2 separate regions of the Pelodiscus sinensis genome follow, and region 2 is linked to region 1. A link is a contact called in public Hi-C data. All regions are on one chromosome and are shown on one strand. The core of a region is the stretch at or near the end of the contact, and the rest is flanking DNA. Distances in the headings are between cores, read along the strand shown.

Evidence for each region. A called contact is a pair of places that touch in the nucleus more often than the background predicts.
Region 2: a Hi-C map of blood shows a contact between it and region 1, with 9 times the contacts expected there. The contact joins the promoter of MRPS10 here to the promoter of UBR2 in region 1. A contact is called at or near these places in 4 of 5 Hi-C or Micro-C datasets (blood, liver and an unstated tissue).

The regions. Positions count from the first base shown.
Region 1 is chr3:171,038,014-171,043,004 of ASM4963464v1, reverse strand. It overlaps UBR2 (ubiquitin protein ligase E3 component n-recognin 2), which reads left to right and starts at 2,532. Exons shown (of 47, transcript XM_006122091.4): 1 at 2,532-2,712. The coding sequence starts at 2,635.
Region 2 is chr3:171,191,546-171,196,536 of ASM4963464v1, reverse strand. MRPS10 (mitochondrial ribosomal protein S10) reads right to left here and starts at 2,889. Exons shown (of 7, transcript XM_075925444.1): 1 at 2,770-2,889; 2 at 722-786; 3 at 558-627. The coding sequence starts at 747. It overlaps TRERF1 (transcriptional regulating factor 1), which reads right to left. Exons shown (of 16, transcript XM_075925440.1): 16 at 4,411-4,991.

The DNA of each region.
Region 1 (4,991 bases), core at 1,283-3,782:
AAGAAAAGTAAGCTGCTATAAAATAAGAGGGAAGATCCTCTCGTGGACTAGTAAGTAGTTAAAAGATAGGAAAAAAAGGATAGGAATAAATGTTCACTTTTCAGAATTAGGGATGTGAACGACTAGTCAACGATCCGATAAGTAAATGTTTATCGGATCGTTGACAGGCTAGTTGACTAGTCACTTCCCCCTCCTTGTTGCCTCCATCAGAAAGATGGGGCAAAGGGGGGGAAGGAGAGGGTTTACTTCAAAGCAGTAGCGCCACATGGAGCCTGGGGCCAAACTCCAGGCTCCACGTGGTGCTGCCACTTTGAAACGCCACGTGCAGCCTGATGCCAGGTTCCCCGCCGTGTTTCAAAGCTGCAGTGACGCATGGATCCCGGGGTCAGCAGAGGAGTCCCAGCTGATCCCATGACCCACAGGGCACTTTCACCTTTGAAGTGTAGCAACAGCTCTACAGGCCCTATCAACTAATTGAATAGTCGATGCAAAATGCATCGACTATTCGATTAGTCAATTATTTGATATTTAACATCCTTATTCAGAATGGAGAGAGGTAAATAGTGGTGTCCCACAGGCATGTGTACTGGGAGCAGTCCTATGCAACGTATTGATAAATGATTTGGCAAAAGTGATAAACGGTGAGGTGACAAAACCTGCAGATGATACAAAACTACTTAAAATAATTAAATCCAAAGCAAGCACACTATGAAGAATTGAAAAAATAATCTCACAAAAGTGGGCAACAAAATGGCAGATGAAATTCAGTGCTGACAAGTGCAAAGTAATTCACATTGGAAAACGTAATCCCAACTATAAATATAAAATGATCTGGTCTAAATTAGTTGTTTAAGAAAGAAATCTTGCAGTCATTGTGGATAGTTCTCTGAAAACATCCATTCAATGGCATTCAAAAAGTCAACAGAATGTTGGGAATCATTAAAAAAAGAGAGTCAGACCAAAAAAATCATATTGTCTCTATATAAATACATGTGTTGTACATCTTGAATACTGCATGCACATGTGGTTGCCCATTCTCAAAAAAGATATATTGGAATTTGAAAAAGGTTCAGAAAAGAGCATAAAAAATGTTTGGAGTAGGGAGTGGCTTCCATATGAGGAAGGACTTTTCAGCTTGAAAAAGAGGAGACTAAGCAGAAATATGATAGAGATTTATAAAATCATGACTGTGTGAAGACAGTAAATAAGGACGTGTTATTTACTCCTGATATACAAGAACTATGGATTATCAAATTAAATCAATAGGCAGCAGGTTTAAAACAAAGAAAAGGAAGTATTTTTTCACACAACGCACAATCAACCTGTGGAACTTCTTGCCAGAGGAGGCTGTGAAGGCAAAGACTTTAATAGGGTTAAAAATGAATTAGATAAGTTGATGGAGGAAGCCAGGAATGGAGTTCTTAATCTCTGTTTTCCACAAGCTGAAAATAGGTAATGGGGATAGCTCACTTGATTATTTGTTCTGTTCATTCTCTCTGGGTACCTGGGGCTACTGTCAGAAGACAGGATATTATACTGGATGGACCTTTGGTGTTACCCAATGTGGCTGTTCTTATATTCTTAGCTCTTCAGGAGCCACAGAATTACTTGCACAATAGTGTAACTGTAGCACTGCCAACCTTTGCACTATTTGTATTTGTCTTAAAGATCCAACTTCTGGATTTATGCAATTAAAAATAGAAAAAAGTAAATTTCTAGATCTCTTAGTGGTGGAGAAAATTCTTGGGAACATGACCCACATGCACACTAAAGCCTTTCAGAGTTGGGTGGTTGGAAAGTGGCAGTTGCTGACTGACAACTCAACTGTGCAGACAGCAGCGCAGAGGTAAGTGGAGCAATACCATACCATGCCATGCCATGCCATGCCATTCTTACTTCTAAGCTGCTGCTGGCAGTAGCTTTGCCTTCAGAGCTTGATTTCTGGCCAGCAGCCTCCACTCTCCAGCCTCTGAAGGCAATGCTGCTGCTAGCAGCTGTGCAGAAGTAGGGGTAGCAGTACTGCAACTACCTACAACTTGCCATCCCCTCCCAAACTCTTTCCTGGGTCAGAAGAACCCCTACAAGTACAACACTGTAAAATTTCAGATTTAAATATCTGAAATCATGAAATTTACCATATATAAAATCTTCAGAAATATACCGAAATAGAATGAGACGCTGATTTTGTAGGACCTTGGCAACGACCATAAGGAGGTGGGGAAGCTGCCATAGGTGGTGCATTGCTTAGGACAAGCAGCAGCAAACCTGTAGGCCAATATGAGAGGCACTGGTCCCCAGCGCAGTGGTCAGGGTCTCAAAGCCTGGGCAGCACCGGGAATGGGGAGGTGGGGGGGGGGAGGCAGAGGGGCCATGACGTCAGTCAACCAGCCAAGCGAAGGGACCTCTGTAAGGAAGGACAGAGGGCCAGCTCCAGCGCTAGGACTACATCCCCCACAATGCACCGCCAGCTCACGATGGCGTCTCCGCGGCGGAAGGGAGAGGGCAGTTATACCCCGCCCGGCGGCGAGGAACGGGGAGGGGCAGAAGCGGAAGTGGGTTCCCCCCGCGGGGAGGCCGGCTGGGTCCGGTTCCGGGTGTCACCTACTTGGTGGTGCCGCTGGAGGGGGGAGGAAGATGGCGTCGGACTTGGAGACGGAGGTTCAGGCCATTGACAGGAGCTTGCTGGAATGTTCCGCCGAGGAGGCTGCCGTGGTGAGGCTCGTCCCCCGGGGGCCGTTAGGGGAGCGGGCCTGCGGGCGGGCTGGGTGTGTGGGCAGGGGGGTCCGTAGGGCCAGGCCCGGCAGTGGGGGGAGGCGATCTCTCGCGCTGCCTTAGGGGCGGGCGGAGGTGGCAGGGAGGTAAATATGTTTGATGGCGAGGGGCGATTGTGGCGGGGCTGTTTCAAGGGGCCCCGTGAACTAGAGACTCTCTCGTGTTAACTTGCTGCCGTGTCAAGCCCGCTGAGGTGTGACAGGACGTGGAAGCGAAGAGCAAAGTCAGCTCTCCCGTCTGCTTGGCTTGTGCCAAGCCTTACTCGAGTCCCACTTCTACGGCTTCCTCTCCCAGGCTGGTCACTTGCCCGGCAGTCTCTGATTTCAACAGGTTGTATTTCGGGTTGCTGGCTCCTCTTCCCTTCGCAGTTTTTAAGTTTTGTTCTTAAGATTGCTTGGGAGAAGGTTTTAAAAACAGTGTTTCCTTCTACCCGCCTCAGCTGCTTAGGCCCCAAGCTTGGAAAGAGCTTCATGAGTACAGATCCATGCACAGCAACCTATTGATTTCAGTGGGATTGTGTGAGAGAGCAGTGGTCTGCTCCCATACACCTATTTGCAGGGTTGTGGATTTCCTAAGTTTTTTTTTCCCTTTCTCCTCTCTCTGACAAGCAGCTGTTTTTCTGTGCCAACTGTATTTGGGGTTACACTGTACCTTAAAATTCAGTCACAAGATAACTGACCTCTTATGCTCATGGAGAGTGGAGAAAGAGAAGCATTCCCTTTTTGGGAACATTTAAGAGTAGTGTTCAATGGAACTAAGTACTTTTGTATGAGTGTTCTATGGTTCATATATGTAATTCAGTGGGCTCTCTTGGGTGTAACTGTTCATAGCATCAGAGCTTTATTTGTAAATGTCAATAACAGATTTATAATTACCTTATCAGAAAAAAAATTCCATGATTCAAATTATCATGTTTTTATGCTTTTAATATTTAAGTTATCTCTTTTAATGGACACTTGTGGTGGCAAATGTGAAATTATTTCAATGATAAATTTGATTTATTCCCTTATTTCGTCACATTTTATTCAGGTGCTGTGTTATTAGATGTAGGGAAATAAAAACACTTTTCACACAGTGGATATTTAAAATACTTACATAATCATGACATGGTAATTGTTACAGGTTCTTCAAACATTTATAAGAACTAGAGTGTATAAGGTGGCAAAGGGGAGCTGTTACTGGAGACTAAGTAGGGCCCTTTGGGGAAAGAAGCAGCAACAGACCATGAATTGTATAGTTTCTAATAAGATCCTCTCATCCTGTGATAAAATGTAATTTGGTCCCTTTTTCGGCCACACGTCATTTTACGTATCAATATTTACATGCAGTGATGTCTTTCAAATATGCAATAAATATGTTAGAGACTAAATTATACACTTTGTGGTAATTTTTTTTTTTTTGCCATTTAATTCTTCTGAAGTGATCAATTTTCTGAAATATCCTTTTGATTTTGTTTTACATTAAAGTACATAAATACACATGCTTTGCATTGTTAATTAGACTTTTTGCAAGGTCTTTGAGTCAGAAATACTTTTGAACTGGAACCAGCTCTGAGCCTTGCCTACTGATCTCTGGTTGCCAGACTTGCATGCTTGTAAAGTGAACCTTGCCATATTTAGTATTTTCACTGTCCAGTACTGATTTCTGTCATGTTTTTCCTGTTACTCATTTTGTCAGTCATTTTTTTGTGACTGTTCAGGAAAAAAAGCTCATTTGATTGTGCTCTGGAATGTAGTACTTTTTCCTCGTACAGGTTGAACCTCTCTAGTCTGGCATCCTTGGGACCTGACCAGTGCTGAACCAGAGAATTTGCTGAACCACACAGGAGGTCAATATTATCTATCAGCATCACAAATACTCCTACTGCTTACTGGGCTCTTAGAAGACATTTAAGGGTAAATTAGAGCTAAATAATAGCACAGAACACTGAGAGCCAGGACTGGTAGCTGTAAATAAACATTATGGGATCGTGGGACTCTTGGCCACACCCATAATAACTGCACATCTGGCTAACTAAAATCATGCCAGACCACAGATGTTGCTGGACCAAAGAGTGCCAGCCTAGAGTGGTTTAGCCTGTAATAGTCCATACTACTTTGCTTCTGATTCCTATTTAGGCAGGCCAGGACTTGTGAATCGAATGTTTAAAAACCCCAGTGAAGTCATGTGGATTCTTTAGACACAGGTTGTAGCTGTGGTGGGTTCGGGGGGGACAGAGA
Region 2 (4,991 bases), core at 1,640-4,139, 150 kb before region 1:
CCATAGTTAGACTACCTTATTTTTCCAGCATAGACTAGGCCTCTAAATTTTGAGCATTCAGAAGCTAGTACGATACATTTTCTTGAACAGGAGAGCATGGGCTTTTCAAGAGGACTCAAAACAATGGAAGTTAACTGAAGAGCTGCAGATTCTTCCCTAAAACCAATCTAATACTACTTTGGCACTAGAGAAGAGTCACCTTCTCAGTCCCTGCACTGTTGTCAATTGACAACTAATGAGAAATACATAAACATTTTATGTTTGCTCTTATCCTGGCAGAAGGAGTTTAAGTAAAATGGGAATTAAAGTTTCTCCTTTTAAAGTATATACGATACATATTTTAAAATGAAAGGATTTCCCACAAGAATTCTATCTTTCTATTCTAAATAGTTTGTAACCTAGTACCTCATTAAAATGAGACCTCAATGAATAATAATCCAACTCATAAGTATTCTTTTCCTAATGTGGATTTTGCATATTAAAAAACCCTCACTTATACACAAATAATTCTGAGTTTGTGTAATGCATATAATAAGAAAGTCTACTTAGTCACATACCAAAGATTTGTCCTTATGATGGTGTAAATCGGTGTGAAATCCTGAGAACTGAACCCACAAGTCCTTGTTTCTAGTTAGCAGGAGAGAGACAAAAACACATTTAATGTGATTGCAAATTAAGAGCTCCAGGTTTTTCAGACTTCATATTTAAATGTTATACTTACTGAAAAAAACTATATCCCTTTTGCATATTCCTGCTTGAGTACTTTACAGAGAAAGTTCCTGATCCCTGTGAAGATGAGTTAAATCATTAGCTGCCGTCTTTCAAATGTAAAGTAATCAGCTTAATATACATTTAAAAGCTAGTTTTTGTTTTCTAGACTAATACATAAATGTAAATCTGGACGTACCATAAAGAAATTAGCATATGAAAGATTAAATTAATCAATTTGTAGCGAGGCTCTCTTGTACCTTGAAACCCATACACAGTGCTGGTGCAGAGCAATGAAACACATACTAGTTAGAAGAATTTTGTTCTTGCTCCAAAGATGGCACAGAACACAGCAATGAAGGTGGACCCAAGTTGGGAAGGTCTTCATTAAGAACATGAAAAGGCAGCAGCTGCTATTCCAATGCACAGGCCTGAATAAACAACACTGATTCCTAAACAAAGTCCATTTACTCCTAGAATTTATAATAAATGTCACCTCAGCTAAGCACATAATAAAATGACTAGTTTAATTTGCAAGCTATCTTTTTAGAAGGATTCAGAACTCAACCAATATGGAGATTTCCTTTGATCTGTGCAGAAATTCCACATTAAAGTTTGTGTGTTGGAAATGCAAATCTGATGAGCTCACACAGGAAAAAAAATCTTGGATTAATAATTACTTTGCATTACATGGATACAAAAAAAAAGAACTCGTTATCTACTGCATATATAATTATGGCCAAAATAAGAGAAGGGGGAAGAAACTAATTGATTACCAACATTACAAAGTCCCATAATTATAAAAACACTTGAGAGTAAGAATTCAGTACAAAAATTGAAGCTTGCTAACTTTGTTAGCACAATAAGGGTACAGCTATACAGCAGGGCTAAAGTTGAATTAAGACGTCAGCTATATCAATTGTGTAGCTGAAATCGAAATAACTTAATTCGGCTTTTTGGTGCTGTCTACACAGCATGAAGTTGAAGGAAGAACATTCTTCCTTCGACTTCCCTTACTCCTCATGAAATGAGGGTTCCCATGATTTGGAGTAAGAAGTCCTCCAGCTTGATATCAGTTCAAAATAAAGGCAATTGTGTAGAGTATAGCTACCAGTTAACTGGAACCATAAGCCACATCCCTTAACATAAAGCTCCATGTAAAGATATAAATATACATTAATTTACTAGTCGAGTAGTCAGTGGAATTTCTATTGACTACTTGGTTAGTCCAAAGGCACTTCCGCATTTCTCCTTTGAAATGTAGATTTCAAAGCAGAAGCACCCCCATGGAGCCTGGTGTCAGCTGATCCCAGGGTTCTCTACAGCATTTCAAAGCTGCAGCACCACATGGAGCCGGGGCTCCAGGTGACTCCAGGTTCTGTGGAAATGCCATGGAGACCGGGGTGATGGAGGCACAGGGGCAGGGGGAACTGACCAGTCCACTATCCAATAAGCATTTCAACTAATCCTCAACATCCTCAGACCCCGGATTGTCAACTTGGGGGGGGGGGGGGCTGCCTCAGCTCTGCCTATGGCTGGGAGCCTGGTCCAGGAGCGGGGCTCCCAGGCGCTACCCAACAACTCAGGGCGCCCGGCTCTGCGGGGCTCTACGGCCCAGGAACGCGAGCCGGCTGCAGCCGCTCAGTTCTCAGCGCCGGCCAAGTGGGGGGGGGGGGAGGGAGAGGGCTCTGACTCGTGTCCGCCAGCGCGCTGAGAGCGGGGGCGAATCGGAGGGCTCCAGCATGCAAACCGGAGCATCGGTCTGGTGCGGGCGCCCCGCCCCCCCAGTACCTGACAGAGCGGCAACCGCCACAACCGGCTCACCCTTCCCCATGCCGCCATCTTGCCCACCCCTCCCCCGGAAACTTCCGGCAGCCACCCCACCATAGAGCTTAACCCGGAAATACAGAGCGGCCCCGCTCGCAACCTGCTACCATAGAGTTCGCCCTCGCACCTGTAAGTCTGCGGCTCGCGCTCGGCTTTCGCGCAGGTGCCAGACCTCGCCGCCGTCCACGTGACGCAGAACAGTTTCCCGCTCCCCCCACCCCAGCGCGCACTTACCGCTTGCCCCTCCCCCAGTCCAGGCAGCGCAGGGCGCGTTCCATTGGTCCCTCCCGCGTCATCTTCCCAGTCCAGCCCAGCGGGGCGGGGGGCGTGGAACCGCGGGCAGGCTGAGCGATGGGAGCGGCACAGAGGGGCCGGCCCAGCCAACCCCCCGCCCCCTCTTGTCCTGAGCTGTGAGCCGCCCCCCCCCCCCGCAACGTGACCCCTGGAACGCGCCTTTGTGTCTCGCGGCGCCGCGCAGGGAGCCGGTGCTGGCCCAGCGGCGGGGGGGGGGGGGGGGGGGGCTGCTAGTGCGCAGGAACGGGTCACAGGGCGGGCCTGGCCTCAGCCCCTACTGGCGCGCGGGATCGTGCCGGGATACAGGAGCAGGCTGCGGCCCCAGAGCCCCTGGCGGGAGCGAGGCGAGGGGCCCGTTAATTGTGGATTATCTTGAGTGTGTTTTTATCTACAGCCCGGCTTGGGTGCGGGGTGAAACTAACTCCACCCGCAAGCAAAGAAAAACAAAAGTAAAAGGCAGGGAAAAAAGAAAGTCTTTGGCAAACGTGCCAAGCTTCTGAAACGGATACAGAATTATTTGAAATAAAGCAGGCGACGTGTCTTACACAAGCAGCGATTACATAGCGGGGCGCACACTTCATCCTTTACAGAACATCTGAGCATAGGCACGTTTGCTAAACTATCGAATAAACTGTCCACCCCAGACTTAAACATTATACTTGAACTTCCATTCCCGGCTCTGAGCTGTTTTCAGGCTACACTTTTTCGTTGCTGAGTTACTATATTGTTCTTGCCCCCTTCCCAAGGATGTGTGATGAGAACCACAAGGCATTAACAGCTTTGAAACACTGTTCTAGTTGTAGAACAGTGTTTCTCAAACTGTGCTCCACAGAGCAGCTCCCGGGGCTCCGAGAGGTAAACAAACTGGAAACATCGATAGGTGCAACACATACAATCAGTGGGCGGCTGGGGCTCCGCGTAAATTTTTACGCATGTAAAGGGCTCCAAAGCCCAAAAAGTTTGAGAACCGCCATTGCAGAACATTCAAAGTAACCAAGTTAGCACTTGGCAGCATCAGAAATATTGAGTCAAGACTATTGCAGGAGACACAAGAGGACAGAGTTGTTTTCAAAACAAGATTAAATACACTAGTGTTTCTTTAGGGTTACTGCAGCACAAAATTTTTAAATATTTTTTTCCCTTTCTGAAAATATCAATGTAATAGTTATCCTTACAATGTGGCAGGACCAAGCAAATTTAGATTATCCTCAAAAGGTGCTTGCCAACATGTTTCTAAAAACTTCCAATGATGGAGATTCCACAGTTCTGGAGCTTAACTTTAGGAAAATATTTCTAATTACAATCTAAATCTCCCTTGCTAAAGATTAAGCCCATTACTTCTTGTCCTGTCTCCATCTCTTAACATTTCTGAAGACTTGTTAGGTCTCTCCCCCTTCTTTTCTCAAGACTAAACCAGCCCAATTTTTGCAACCTTTCCTCATAGGCCTGGTTTTCTAAACATTTTATCATTTGCCCACATTTTTCCTAAAGTGTGGCACCCAGAATTGGACAGAGTACTCCAACTACGGCTACACCAATGCCATATGACTGAATGAAGAAATGTTCCTTTTAAAGCATCTATAAAGTAATTATATTTATAATATTTAATATATATATATATATAATGTTGTTGTCAACCCCCTATTTTAAAACAAATTTATTTAAAAGAAATTTTCATCACGGTAGCAAAACCCAACAAACTACATTTTATCAAAAGTATAAAATTCACTAGAAAATACTGTCCTCTTTTTGCCAAACTGTTACATAAAACCCTTTGATTTACAAATACAATTATTTGTTACAGATAGTACTGAATATTCTATACATAGTGCTTTTTGATATGTACCAAGTATATGGAATCCAAATAAAAACCCATCAAAAAAACAAATCTAGATTATGAAATTAAACCAACCTAGTACAAATCTAAATAAGTTACATCCTGAAGTTCAACTGCATGCAAGTCAGATGCTAATAATATAAACTATATCTGGAAGAGATCACAAACTACATTAAATATGTAGTTTTATTTCCATTACTTTCCCACCCAAAAGTAAATATATATTTTTACACTAGAGCTTCTACAATATTTACAACCGTCTAATAAAATAAATCAGTTAAATATATTTGAAAATAAGATGATTTTTTTCATAAAATATATTGAT